Linked DNA regions of Zea mays: regions 2 and 3 are each linked to region 1. Evidence: chromatin contacts called from public Hi-C data. All regions are on one chromosome and are shown on one strand. Each heading gives the region's core, a stretch centred on a gene start, on an enhancer-like site or on the middle of the called end of the contact. The rest is flanking DNA. Distances are from core to core; before and after follow the strand shown. Region 1 holds the start of LOC100384228 (Core-2/I-branching beta-16-N-acetylglucosaminyltransferase family protein). Region 2 has its middle 9.4 kb from the start of LOC103633683. Region 3 holds the start of LOC100384307.

Region 1 (4,784 bases), core at 1,380-3,879:
GAGGGAGGAGATGGTCAACTGGTGTTTTCATTTGTCGAGACTCACTCGAGACAGTGTAGCGAGCCAGAAGCCCAGGACCATGGGCGCATGGCAGTGGCATCCAGCCGCACGCGCAGCGAGAGCGGCCGGAGGATCGTCGATCAGACAGACTCCTCCTGCGCTGTGCTGTCAGTGCTTTCTGCCCTCGGATCCGATCGCTCGGCGGCGGCGTGCATGCCGCACACGTGTGGGATCCTGCTAGCCGTGCACAGCGAACAGCACAGCACAGCACAGCTGCATGCGTGCCACCTGCGCAAAAAGTACATATCCAGGCTCCCGCTTACATGCAGATGTGCTTCAGTGTACATATCGAGGCTCCTGGTAGTATCTCTCGTGCACCTCTCTCTGTTGCCACGAGCGTATCTTTGCGCGCAAAAATACATGCAGATGTGCTTCAGTGTTTTTTTTTTTGGTGTGTGCCGACGACCGACGCGCGTCCAGTGCCCAGCACATCTGGTAAACGCAGGAGAGACCACCAACTTCACTGGATGGAAGCACATCTGAGTATGTACGTAGTACACTGCAAAGTACAAAAAACATCGAGACACGAAACCCACAGAGCAGGAGTGGCGGCTACCTAATAAGCTGTACAATACTAGGATTTATTACTTGCACTAGCAGTGGCCATACCCATTACTAGCTGCTGTACAACCTTCTTTGGCTGGCTACGGTAGGCAAAACACAAACACAAACACGCGCGATATTTTTTCTTCTTTTTTTCCCCGGATGCACGACGATCGAGGACGCGTACACGCACGCAACCACAACCTGCCGCTTCGCATTAGGTCGCCGCGTGCTGTCGTCGTCGTCGTCCTCCTCTTCTCTACACTCCTAATCTACTACACAGAAACACTGGAGCTGATGAACATGCATGACGCTGCAGGGGGGGTCCAAACGGGAGAAGAACGCCACTGATTCCGGTGCCGCGCCGTCCGTCGTCGGCGGCCTTGACTAGCCCCAGGCCCAGCCCTCTGCTGCCGAGTAGTAAGTAGTACCTGCGAGGATGGTCCGAACGGGAGTTGTTATTGTTAGTTGACGTTGCGAGCGCCTTTGATTGATTTGAGCACGGACCGGGACGAAACCAACCTAACCAGTCCAGTCCAGTCCAGACGAAACCTAATCCGCACGCAAAGATATGATCAAGCGAACTGGTGTGCCCAGTACCGATTATTGTTAGATGCTTTTTGTTAGTCGAGAACTCGAGATCTCTTACTAGTGGGGGTGGGGGTTGGGATATCGTTGTCAACTCAGAAAATCTACGACTACGACTTCATCACTCTGTTCTGTTCTGTTCGGTTGTTTCGGCAAAGAGCAGGGCTGAGCAGGCAACATATGGAAATGAACACAACTGAATTCTGCTCTTTCACACACACCCGTACCTGGATGGAGCCGCCCGCCATCAGTCCTTGAAGATGACGGTGTCGGCGATGGCGAGGAGCGGGCCGAGGCAGTCGGGCGCGAACTTGCGCGCGAACATGTGGGGGTGGTGGGTGTGGTTGGAGGCGCGGAGGTCGGCGATGAGCCTTGGCGAGACCTCCGGGGCTTCGTACGTGTGCGGGTGGCCCGCGACGCTGCCCGTCCAGTTGACGCGCGTCAGCGTGTACCGCGCCACGCCGCCGGGGTCCGCCATGTCCAGCAGCGTCGGGAAGTAGTGCTCCTCGGGGTAGCACGAGTCCTGCGCCATCTCGGGGACGCAGGGCGCGCGGAACTTGCGCCACAGCCGGCGCTCCCGGACCACCAGCACGGCGTGGCGCCGGGCCAGCGCGAAGAACTGCGACCCGATGCGGAACCGCTCGTACGGCACCTCCGGGAGCATGCCCTCCTCGCCGCCGCGCGCCGCGTAGCGCGACGCCATCTGCGGCTCGCCCTCCAGCACCTCGATGTAGCTGCTGCGTGCACGCGTGGGTGTCGGGAAGAGCGCGGCGTAGAGGCGCGGGAAGGAGTGGAGCGGCACGCAGTGCTGCGACAGCAGCGCGAAGTAGGCGTTGCCCGGGTCGTCCAGGAGCGCGGCCGCCAGCAGCCTGCGCGCGGCGGCGATGAGGCTGGCGTCGGCGCGCCGCGTGGGCCTGGCGGCCACGAAGCGGCCCCGGAAGGAGGGCGTGGGTGGAAGAAGCAGGCGCGCGGACGGGTCGGCGTGGACGTACACGCGCAGCCGCGCCTCGTTCCCCGCGAAGAAGCGCTCCCAGAGAGGGGCGAAGGTGAGGTCGGAGTTGGTCAGGAACAGGAAGGCCACCTTGGGAGGGCCGCCCGCCGCCGACGACTCCAGAGCCGCGCGGCGGAACAGGCGGAGGTCGTCGGCCTCCTCCTCCTCCTCGCCGCCACCACCACCGGGGGCCGCCGGCGCCTGCTCGCCCGTCGGCGGCTGCGGCGGGGACAGGCGCGGCGCGAGGACCAGCAGCGCCGTGAGCGACGCCAAGAGGAGCAGCGACAGCACCATCGGGGAGGACGCGGCCATGGAGTCCAGGCGAGGGGCGCGGGTCTCGGTCGGTGACGGTGACGCGCCCGGCGGTTCGTCAGAAGAGCCGCATCGTGGCGATCGATCGGAGGCGGCGGTTACGATCGGGGGAGGGAGGGAGGGAGGGAGAGGCGCAGAGGCGCACACGACGGGCAGGCCAGGCCACGAAGGCGATGAGGGGAGCGGGAGGCAAGGCAATGCCCCGGCCCCGGGTAGTAGAAGGCTGACGGTCGCGTCGGTCGGGCGTCTCGCTCCCCTCGCTTTCTCGCGTCGTCGTCACCCCTGGACAGTGGCGTCGGGCGGCTCGGCGCGATGGGAGACGGACGGAGCGGGCGCGAGGAGTCGCAGCAGGATGACATGTGGGGATGGGCGCTGCGGGGTCCGGCGCGCAGCGGGGTTTCGATTCGACGGCCGTGGGTAGATCGTTGTGGCTATGGACGAACGAGAGGCGTCGGATGGGGCTGGGTGGTACGTGGCGACTGATGGGGACGCGCGCGACACGTGGGATACGCTTGTCCGTCCCGTAGTAGCACGGCTTGTTCTTCCAGCGGCTATAGCGGAGTGGAATATGAGTTGCAGTCAATAGCTCTGATTGTTTCGGTTTTTTTTACAGAGTTTTTCTTATGGGCAACGTATGGAGGCAGATTAAGAGGTTCATAAGGTTTATGATCTACAAAGTGACGTATTCTTACTTTCGTGACAATTTAACTGATTTTTTGTTCACATTGATTTTAGATGGTTCTATTCAAAATGATTCTCACAAAAGCTGTCTGAAAAACTGAAGGTTTGATAGTCTACAGTCTCGCGGCCAGAAGTTGTTGAGAAGCCGAAACAAGCACACATATAACCCGATATGAGTTTTTTTTAGGGTTAGTTTGGGAACACTAATTTCCCATGGGATTTTCATTTTCCCAAGGGAAAATGAACTAATTTCCCTTGGGAAAATGAAAATCCCATGGGAAATTAGTGTTCCCAAACTAGCCCTTAGGGGGAGGGGGGGTTTGTCCTGCTCAAGCATAGTGTGCTCAGGCCAGTCTCGTCCGTAGCTGAAGATATACCCGGACTACCATCCAAGAACGCCGAGCGATTCGACGTATGCTCCCATGCAGACTTTCGATGCATATTGCGCTAGCGGTAGTGGTGCTGGAATCGAATCGAATTCCAGTTTGATTCAGTGGGAGTGGGAGTGCTTTTTTAGCCCAGCGAAACCTCTTCGATTGATTCCTTTTTACTGCGGGCTAGTTTGGTAGAGATCCGCTCTATAATTCTCTATATGAGAGAGTTGATTCTTCGATGGAGTGATTTCGATTTATTCTCTATTAAAAGTGAATCTATCTAGCGAAAATTGTGTGTTAAGTGATTTTTAAGGGACTGAAGGTGGGGAGTAGTTTGGGAATGACGAGAAGTGGTTTTTTTAAGCTCCCACTCTCTCGTACAAATGGAGACTAAGGTACCGTTTGGTTCAGATATTTGTAACGTAATGGGTAAGTGATAACGTTAAATCATGTTTGTTTTAGTCTCACCGTAATCAGATATCATACTAAAAATTGATACCGGACTATTCAAACTTGTTACCGACAGTAATCGAATATAAACCATTACCATTACCCTTTGCGTTACATTTCTTGAACCAAACAGCACCTAAATTCACTTCACTCCAGTGGCGGATGCAGAACAAATTTCTAGGTGGAGCCGACAGCACAAGAGACAAATCACCATACTAGACCACTAGATAAATGTAGATTGATGATAATAAAATGAATGTTAAATGATAATATCTAGTGTTTCCAAAATGATATGAATAAAAAAATCTTTTTTGTTTATCTAAAGGAGAACTAGAAAGAGAAAATAGGTGGACTGGTGGCGGAGGACGAGACACTGGGACCCTAGTTAGTTAGCGAGGGACAGGTGACGCTACGGTCCCACCAATAGCTTGTCCATCCGCTGGTGCGGACTATAAGACAAGTATTGTGTGCAGGATCCCGACGAGGTGATGAGCTGGCGAGTAATGAGGAGGCAAGGTGACACCGCAGCGGGCGGGTTACCAGTCAATCAATGATCGAAGAAGCGAGTGAGCCATGAGTGGGCTTACACTAGGGAAGAGAATCGAAAAGATCAGGTAGAGAGTGGAGTGAGCAGTGAAGCATCGAGAGAAAAATAGATCAAAACCTAGTTTTCATTAGATTGTCCGTACTTACTATATAAAAGTTTATTTATTTGCTGTGTAACTAAACCTAGGAATAAGGGGTTAAAAAATTGAGGCGGGTCCATAGCCCACCTTACCTACCCC
Region 2 (4,784 bases), core at 1,512-4,011, 230 kb after region 1:
GACAAGGGTCACGGACGACCCCAATGCAACTCAACTTGCTTGTCTGACTCTGATCGATTTCAGGTAATGTATTATTGATTTATCATCTTACGTGCTCTATATGCAGTTTGCTGAATGAAAATAAACATTATACAAGTCGATCGGGACGTATGTAAACACGTATACCATCCTCAACCAAAAAAAATAGGCAAAAATTAATCCCGTTATAATCGCTCGTGTTCCTATTGTTCTTTCTCCTCACTGAGTAGTACAGTCGAGTCGGACATTGCAGTGGTTTCCGGCCAACCGAGTGTGGTCACCAAATTGAACGACAGGCAAATTCCTCTCATTGCTTCGAAACGGCCCGCGGGCGGATGTGTCCAGGCCCAGCGCGCCCGAGCGAGCGAACAGTCCTCTATGCGGTGGATTCGCGGGCGTGAAGAATGAAAGAAAGCAGGCCTTCGGGCGATCCGCTGCCAGCCCAGCTGCCAAATTCGGTTGGTCGTCTCCATTGTCTCAACTCTCAACAGCGACATCGATGTCCTCCTCCGGCGCCTGTGGCCTGTGGCCTGTGGCTGGGATCTATCGGAGACGAACGATGGCGAAGAACAAGGAACATCGACGTGCGCCACACCATTCATGCGACAGTGGCCGCACATGCCGCGGCAGCTGCGGTGTCTGCTTCAGGCGAGCCTTGAGGCAGACTCGTTGCGATCAGGAGACCGCCGTCGCGTCCCCTTCCTCTGGCTTCCTGCCATGCCGACGATGCCGTCGTCGTCCGAGAATCGGATCCTGCAGCTTCGCGACAATACTCACACGTACTGACCGAGTATCTGGCTATTAGTTTGCGTTAAAATGATTGGTAAATGTTGTGAGTAATATAAACGACACAGCTAAGTACTGTAGTAAATGAAGTCACGATTATTGATTACTTGTTAGGTATCCGTGTTTCTATATAGGTTTAGATGAGATAGGTTGTTCAAACACGTTTCATACATTTACAATCACTAGTAGAAAAAAGGCTCAACACCTGCGGGGACGATATATTTTTACAGACGGATCCGGTTATCCACCGACTGTGCTATTTCTAGTGGCGGTTCCTTAAGAAAACCGCCACTAGAAATCGTATTTCTACTGGCGGTTCCTTAAGAAAACCGTCAGTAGAAATCCATGATTTATAGTGGCGGTTTTCTTAAGGAACCGTCACTAAAAATCATTTTTATCTTTAATTTTTCAAGTTTTTCAAACGACCTCGTATGACAAAACCACCAAAATAAAAGTTGTAGATCTCTAAAAGTCATGAAACTTTGTAGTTGACAACTTTTGTATTTGAACTCATTTCGGTTCTCAAAAATTGAATCTAAGTATGTCAAATTTAAAATTCAAATTTTGCAAACTACATCGGATGAAAAAAGTGTCAAAATAAAAGTTGTAGAACTTCAAAAGTTATTTATCTTTGTAGTTGACAACTTTTTTATTTGAATTCGTTTAGGGTCTCAAATAAGCAATTTACACTCAAATGATTGTAATATGTGGAGATAACAACTATAAACTAGACACAAGGCATGTCATAGACGGAGTGGTAGTGGAGGGTACGTGCGAGGGTGAGGTATACGGTTGCCGCGACTTGCGACTTTTTTTACTATTTTTACTGTTTTATTGTTTTATGTTTCCTGGAAACGATTTGCACTGGCGGTTTTATTACGTCGACCGCCAGTGAAAATCGATTTTCACTGGCGGACGATAAACGCCACTAAAAATAGGTTTACGACCGCCAGTATAGATCTTCTCTGTACTAGTGAATGATTTATGCTCTATTTAAACTAGTCTTTGCGCTTAACGTGTCTACTATGGAGCATCTCCAAGAGACTTTTTATTTTTTATTCTCTATTTGACTCTTTATTTGTCTCTCCATAAATATTAAACTCTATATATAACATCTCATTCCAACAGACCCTCCAAAATACAATTTAGCTTGACTAGCGAGAGTTGCTAGCCAAATTTGGCTAGTGAGGGAGTTAATTTAGAGAGCCAGATAGCTTAGCAAGTTAAATGGCTACTCTGTTGGAGAGCTATTATGCTATTAATTAACTAAAATTTAGCTTGACAAGCTATTTAGCTAGTCTCTTGGAGATGCTCTAACCTGCATAATTGTATTTCATATACAGTGAGAAGCCACAATTCCAATATCCAGGTATCCCGTGAAGTGGTTGGGACAGCACCAAACCCTAATTGTCGCCGCCACCCTTTCTCATCCCCTCTTTGCCTTGTTGTTACCAGAGTAAGCAGTCGAAAGTCCCTATCGGCTTACGAGGATGGTGGCAGCGGAGTCGTCCTCGTGTGGCCGTGTAATACCCAAATCATAGTAAATAAAGAAGATTGAGTATTTGGTGATTATGCATATATAAAATTTTCTTTCTATGTGAGACATGCATATACATATATGTACACACCTACAAGTTAGTAAATCCCTTAATAAATAGAAATAATATATATATAATAATAGAAATACTCCTTGCTGGAATTTTGATTTGTGCATTTAACCTAAGAGTGAAGTTGACAACCAAATTTGGATCCAAATTGAAATCTAAAAAAGGAAAAGAAAACAGAAAAGAAAACGAAAAAGAAAAAGGGAAAGAAATAGAAAAACACGTGTTGGGCCAAAACCTCTCTTGGCCCACCTTCTCTTCTACCGCGCGGCCCAGCCAGCCACGACGCACTTGCGCCGACAGGTAGGACCCATGGGTCAGCCACCCGTCGCGCGCGGACTTGTGGACTCTCGCTGACGCGTTGGCCCCGCAACTCAGCCCTAACTGATCTCTCTCTCACGCGCTCGTCTCATGGACCCCACTTGTCACCGTGCCATGTAGATCTTCTTGTGCCGGACGCTCCGCAGCTCCTCCGCATGCCGCACGATTTATGCGCTGACCAACCGACCCCGCGTGGTGATAAAAACGTCCGCCCTCGTCTTCCCTTTCCCCCTGTTTCGCTAAATGCGCTAGCCTAGCTACCTAAGACCGTCGTCGCCGCCAGTGAGGGAGGGGAGATCCGCCGCCGTTGAATTTCCTAGCCACTGCCGTAGGAGTCTGTCGGCCGTGGTCTGGGCATCCCCAAAGTCATCGTGAGACTGCACGTGGGCGTTCTGGGGGCCGGATTGCCGATCAAACTGCGGCAATTTGTCGCCAGAGTTTGGCCTTCGTCGCGGTGCCTCACTGCGCTGTTGCCTGGAATCTCGCGCCCTAATCGTCGGTGATTACCCGTCCTCCGTATTCGCGCAGACACCCCCTTCATTTTGCGCTAAAGGAATCGGAGAGTGGTGCTCGGAATAGCCGAATAGGTGTTCGTCGTGGGGTTCCTTGCCGCGGGGGCAGGCGCCGCCGTGGCCATGAATCGAGGGAGGGCGTGGCGTGATACCGGTCGTTGATCAATCTTCGTGCGGTCGCGATTGGTTGTCGTGCATTGCATTAGCACGTTTGATCTCGGTCGTAGATCGAGGAGAGAGCGGGTTAGATCTAATCTCGTTTCTGTGAATCGATGACCGTAGATCTTGGATCCGGAGGCCACATGAGAGTATCGGTTCGGCGTCTATTTCTGATCGTTGATCTCGATCAAACGGATTAAAACATGTCTAGGGTAGATAGAGTCTCCACCGTTGATTTTCAATGCAACGTCGGGTAGCTACATGCTACTCGCTCCCTGTATCCTACAAAGAATGTCGTTTGACTTTTTTGACTTCAAGTTCGACCGGCTCGTCTTATTCAAAATATTTGTGAAAACATAGAAAAATTCAGTTCACAGTTAAAGTAAATTATATGATAAACTAAATCAAAATGAAAATAAATGATAATTATGATTTTTTTGAATAATACAAACCAGTCAAATTAAACTTCATACTAAAAAAGTCAAACAACATTCTTTGTGGGACGAAGGGAGTACTTGATTATCATTACAACACCCATATATGTATGTACATGCGCTAATAAAATATTGCTTCTCGTTCTAAATCATACTCTCCCATTTCAATTTATAATTCGTTTGACTTTTTCACTCTAAATTTAACCAGCTTGTCTTATTAAAAAAATTTAAAAAAATGAAAAATTCAATGCTATACTTAAAGTATATTATATGATAAACGATATCATAGTTAAAATAAATAATAATAATTATTTTTTTAATTAGACAAACTAGTAAAACTTAGTGTAAAACAGTTAAACGAATTATAAATAGAAACAAAGGGAGTGTTATTTTAAGTTAGAGTCAAAGGATTTTAAATTTAACAGAAAATTACATTGTAAAAATATAGTTCATGAAGAATTAAATGATACTTATTTATTATTATAAATATTTTATTATACTAGGTGAGTGCCCGTGCGTTGCAACGGGACCACTATATTACAACCATCAGTACTATACATACTTCTATATATGATAGGTAAGTGCTCGTGCGTTGCAACGGGGTCACTATATTACAACCATTAGTACAGTGCCCATGCGCCTACAAGAGAATTGAAAACATCACATGATAGATCAAAAAAATCCTTGGAACAAAACGTTTGATCAAAAGCAAGTGATATGAAGTTACTGTTTCCACATTGCCATGAAAAAGACATATCTACAACAGGAAATAACAGACAACAAAGTAACCATCTCCTCGAGGACTGGCAATCACTTACCAAATATATCAGTGACACCATCTTGGGAATTGGTAGTTGCTCCAGCAGGATACTACTTCACAGCAAAGATTCAAATGTATTTTTGACCAATGGCATGTTAACATCACCGTTGGATAATTATTTAAAAAATGT
Region 3 (4,784 bases), core at 913-3,412, 180 kb before region 1:
TACAAGGAGCATTATGTTACATAAGCTATGAAGTAATAGAGCTAAATTCTACGAAGCTGAATATGTCACTGAAGAGGAAACAGATTTCAAGTCAAACGCAGTGAAGAGTGTTAGAATGGGAGAAAACCCTAAGGGGCTGTTTGGATCCCTTCAATTTGGAGGAATTGAAATCTACTTAATAGAATAGGCTATTTGGCTTAGAATTTGACATTCCACCACTTTTCAAAGTTTAGGTATAAGCTTAACTCAAATTCATAGGGTGAGGGAAGGAAATTGATTCTATGTATCATCAAGCTATATTTCTACTCTATAATTTATAACACGCTCTTCGGCTTGCTCCTCTATAGTAGAAATGTAGCACATAAAGATTTCTCCCATATGGTCAACAGTAGTATACAGATATATTCCACATAAAGTCATATTAGCCTAAATGATTTGTGCTTAAATTATGATTGTTAGAATAGAATTCAATTCAAAGAATCCAAATGGGCCTCATAATCCTGGGTTGGGAATGTATTAATAGAAAAGTTAAGTGGGCCAAAGGCCATTACAATAGGGGTATACATGGAAACCCTAACAATATACTCTAACAAAGAGAAATATTTGACTCCATGAATGAAGGTATAGTGGTATACTCATTTGTGGATACTCAAGGGTGCTTCCAACTTATCAAATAAACAGATAATAATATAACCTGTGTGTTGAACCCAACCAATGCTTCTATTCACAAACCAGGACAAACCTACAATTCAATTACAATTGCAGACCAGATAGGCATACATGTTGCAGTTGAAACCAGTGTGCCCACATGTATTCTATGTGAGGATACAACGCGACGTGATAGGCTCCCTTGGATTACAGATTCTGATGTTTGATGGTTTTTATGCAGCCACATAGTGAGACGATAGAGGTAAAATTGAGAAGTTCAAAGAACATGAAGCAGGACATACAATTTCATTCATGGCTTTGATTACACAAATATTATAGCAGATCTGCAGCCGGTCTAGGGAACAACAATAATCTGGTCAAAAGTAACACGCAGCACAAATCTAAGTGCATGCCTTTCATGTGCTTCATAAGCATATCGCATGCGAAACACGTAAGGTTTTGAAAGCTAGATTTGATAGACCAGTAACCGCATGCCTTAACTACCAGTCCTATGTTGTGCTTGAGTGTTCCGGAGATAAGCAATTGTCCTGTTTTAGTATGTCATCGTCAAAGTGCTCGTCGTGCATGGAATTCTGACAAAACTAGCAACGGCAGGACACGTGTCGAAAACACACACAACACGCCAAGTCAGCAACTAATAAAGGATTTGCTCCGACACGCATGCCCTCATCTCCCTAGCAAGTTGGTATCACCTTGCCCATCTAGATGAGGACAGCATTCTCATGAACAATGCTGAACACTCGTGCCTCAGGTTTGATCGGTGCTGCATACCGAGACTGGACTTGGGGAAGTGCGCTCAAGCTTAAGACATTGCTAGAGACACGTGTGAACACTGAAAACCTTAAGGCCCAATTGATCACAACTAAAAATGGTGTCAGGACTCAGGACGAGATTCACTTGCCGCTACAATCACTACGTTGACAACTAACTACACTACAGCTGAATATACTATATCAATCATTGCCTCATTCAGTACAGTACATCCTAAACACTGCAAGCTGCACCATCGCGCTGCTACGGATGGGCAGCCGTTGAGCTGGTGCATCAAAATCTGGGACCCCTACAAGCCGCAGGCACAGAGGAAAGGCGCGGAGGAGCTCACCTGGCGAGCGCCCTGGAGAGCTCGTCGGCCGGGACGAGCGCGTAGCTGCGCCCGCCTCCGTTCCCGCCACCGGCGCGGCACTCCCCGCGCTCGAGGCGCAGGACGAGATCCGGGTGCAGCAAGCTGTGAAGCAGCCTGAGGCCGTAGTAGGAGGGCGACGCGGCGGCGGTGGCCGCGTACTGCACCCCGCCCGCCGCCTCCTCCTCCCGCACCCGCGCCCACCACCTGCACGTCCACCGTACCGCATTGTCAAATCAGGAACGCCAGCTCCCACCGAGCGAGTGGGAGTGGCGCACGGGGAGGGGGGAAGGGAAGTTACCTGAACGGGACGAGGCAGACGGCGGCGGGGGAGGAGGAGGCGGCGGCGAGAGCGTCGCGGCCGGAGGTGGAGGCGGAAGCCGGGTGGGAAGCGGTGGCGGCGGTGGCCATGGACCGCCGCGCGCGAGATGAGATCTGGGTCGGGTCTCGGGGAGGTGGATGGGTGGCGCACGCGAGTGAGCTGTCGTCGGGTCCTCCCGCAGGGCGAGCCGCTTGTCGCTTTTGTTTTTCTTCTGGGAGGACGCGGCGGAATTCCTTACGCCCCTCGGATTTGTAAAAGGCACGCCGCCGCGGTGGCGCTGTGGCCTGTGGAGGAGATGCGAGGGAGATGCCCAGACGGGGAATGTGAGGTGAGAGGGACTGCGCCTTGCCAACGGCTGCTTCCTGGCTGCTTCGGTTGCTTCCTTCCCTGTCTGTGTAAGCTTCGCTTTGCCTGCCAGGAGCTAGCTGTGCAAAAGTTTTACCCTGATACTCAGTTTGGATGTTGATATTAGAAGGTATAAAATTAAATTAAGTTTAATACTAAGGGACTGTTTGGTTCGTGACTAAATGTGTCACACTTTGTCTAAAGTTAGTCGTCCGAATTGAATAACTAAATTTAAGCAGAAAAGTTAGTTAAAGTGTGGCAAGTTAGGCAGTGAACCAAACATGGTCTAAATCAGTCATGGTATTGAAATGAGATGTAATTCCAATTCTATTGTTTGGATGTCACTGAATTGGAGTTTAGAATTGTGTGGTCCAATTCCACGTAATACAAAAGGGTGATGCTCTATATTGTGAGATAGAGTTTTTAGTTATAGTCCAATTTAAAGGAATTGGGTCTCTTATTCTAAATTTTAATTCCATGTGAAACAATATAATTCTGGAAAGTTAATTCCAATTTCTAATTTCGTGCTCCAATATCTACATCCAAACAGGGTATAAATTCCGACCCTAAAGCGTCAGTTCTAATAATATAAAAAAAGAATTTAATTGTATTAAAACAAGTGTTTAAAGTAAATCAAGGGTTACAAATATAATGATATTTTTTAAGGTAGAAAAGAGTCAGCACTCTTCATTAGTTCTTATTTGAGCCCTTATTCAAGGGTGTGGCTCCCACTTGATCTTATTCGAGCCCTTATGCATCGGATAGCTTCTACCTTCTCTCGGTTAGCTTTGATCCCTCGGTCCAAGACCATGAAACCGAAGAGTTTTTCTTTGGGAACCCCGAAGACGCACTTCTCGAGGTTTAGCTTGATTTTGAATCTTCATAGGTTGGCGAGCATCTCCTCCAGATCAGCGATGAGATCATCAAACTTCTTGGTCTTCACAACAATGTCATTGACGTAAACCTCTATGTTGCGTCTGACTTGTTCGACGAAGCACTGGAGCATGCACCGCTGGTACATGGCTCCGGTGTTCTTCAATCCAAATGGCATGGAGACATAGCAGAATGTTCTGAAGGGGATGATGAAGGTGGTGGCGTGTTGATCTTCCTCATTTATGGAAATTTGGTGGTAGCTTGAGTAGGCATCCAAAAAAGAGAGGAGTTCGCACCTGTCGGCGGAGTCAACAACCTAGTCGATGCACGGGAGAGGGAAAGGATCCTTGGGGCATGCCATGTTGAGCCCGATGTAATCGACGCACATCCTCCAGCTTCCATTCTTCTTTTTAACAAGCATAGGGTTTGCAACCACACTGGGTGGTGTATTTCTATCACGAACCCTGCTGTTAAGAGCTTCATAACTTCTTCGTCGATGGCCTTGCGTTCTTCGTCGAAGCGGCGGAGCGACTGACCTGGCCGTCGACTGGATGTTTAGGGAGTGCTCGGCGATCTCCCTTGGGATCCCCATGTCCGCGGGTTTCCAAGTGAAGACGTCGTAGTTGGCTTGGAGGAAGTTGGCAAGGACACTTTCCTGGTCGCTAGAGAGTGTCGCCCCGATCTGAACGAGTTTGGTAGCATCGATGTCGTCGATCGAGACATCCTTTGTGCTTCAGCAGATTTGGAAGTACCGGAACTGGCCTTTGGAGCGTTCGGGCCGCCCACCGTCTTGAAGCTTAGCCAATTCTCCTGCGGTGACTTGCGTGGTAGCGAGCTCGCGTTTGGCTTGCTTGCACGCGTAAGCCATTTGAAAATGAGGTGGACGCCGTAATGACTCCGTGGGTGCCGAAGATCTTCAGCTTGATGTATGTGGAATTGGGGACGACCATGAACTTGATGTAGCATGGCCTCCCAAAAATGGCGTTGTAGGCCCCCGGGAATCTACCACTTCTAATTGTAATTGCTTGTACGGAAATTGGATGGGCCACCGAATGTAATGGCCTAATGGGTAGAGCGATTTGTCCGAGCAGGTGGACATTGTGATGAGGCGTGATGCCATGGATCGGCGTCGTGCTGGGACTGAGCGTGGAGCATGTGATCCCCAGACTGTCCAAGGTCTCAGCATACATGATGTTGAGGTTGCTTCCTGAGAGCACCTAGAGGGGGGTGAATAGATGGTCCTGTAAAATTCAACAACTAATAGCCACAAAACTTGGTTAAGTGTTAGAATGATAAATCCAAGTGGCTATAGAGCGAGCTCTTGCGAATCACAATAATCACACAGAAAAACAATCACAAGAGACGCGCGAGTTATCCCGTGGTTCGGCCAAGTAATACTTGCCTACTTTCACGTTGTGGCGTCCCAATGGACGAGGGTTGCACTCAATCCCTTTC

What was found. A called contact is a pair of places that touch in the nucleus more often than the background predicts.
Region 2: a Hi-C map of leaf shows a contact between it and region 1, with 6 times the contacts expected there. The contact joins the enhancer-like site here to the promoter of LOC100384228 in region 1. A contact is called at or near these places in 4 of 25 Hi-C or Micro-C datasets (bundle sheath, ear, leaf and 1 more).
Region 3: a Hi-C map of leaf shows a contact between it and region 1, with 7 times the contacts expected there. The contact joins the promoter of LOC100384307 here to the promoter of LOC100384228 in region 1. A contact is called at or near these places in 5 of 25 Hi-C or Micro-C datasets (bundle sheath, ear, leaf and 1 more).

Annotation. Positions count from the first base shown.
Region 1 is chr7:6,395,109-6,399,892 of Zm-B73-REFERENCE-NAM-5.0, reverse strand. It overlaps LOC100384228 (Core-2/I-branching beta-16-N-acetylglucosaminyltransferase family protein), which reads right to left and starts at 2,629. Exons shown (of 2, transcript NM_001328194.1): 1 at 1,419-2,629; 2 at 526-1,034. The coding sequence starts at 2,494. The coding sequence ends at 1,439.
Region 2 is chr7:6,160,403-6,165,186 of Zm-B73-REFERENCE-NAM-5.0, reverse strand. No RefSeq gene overlaps it. Among protein-coding and RNA genes, the nearest start is that of LOC103633683, 9.4 kb to the right of the region's middle. Within about 2 kb of position 2,761, at least 18 of the 20 cell types and tissues checked have an H3K27ac peak or open chromatin away from gene starts, as enhancers often do. A contact at or near this core is called in bundle sheath, ear, leaf and 1 more, where this site is marked.
Region 3 is chr7:6,574,343-6,579,126 of Zm-B73-REFERENCE-NAM-5.0, reverse strand. It overlaps LOC100384307, which reads right to left and starts at 2,162. Exons shown (of 12, transcript NM_001398815.1): 1 at 2,091-2,162; 2 at 1,772-1,996.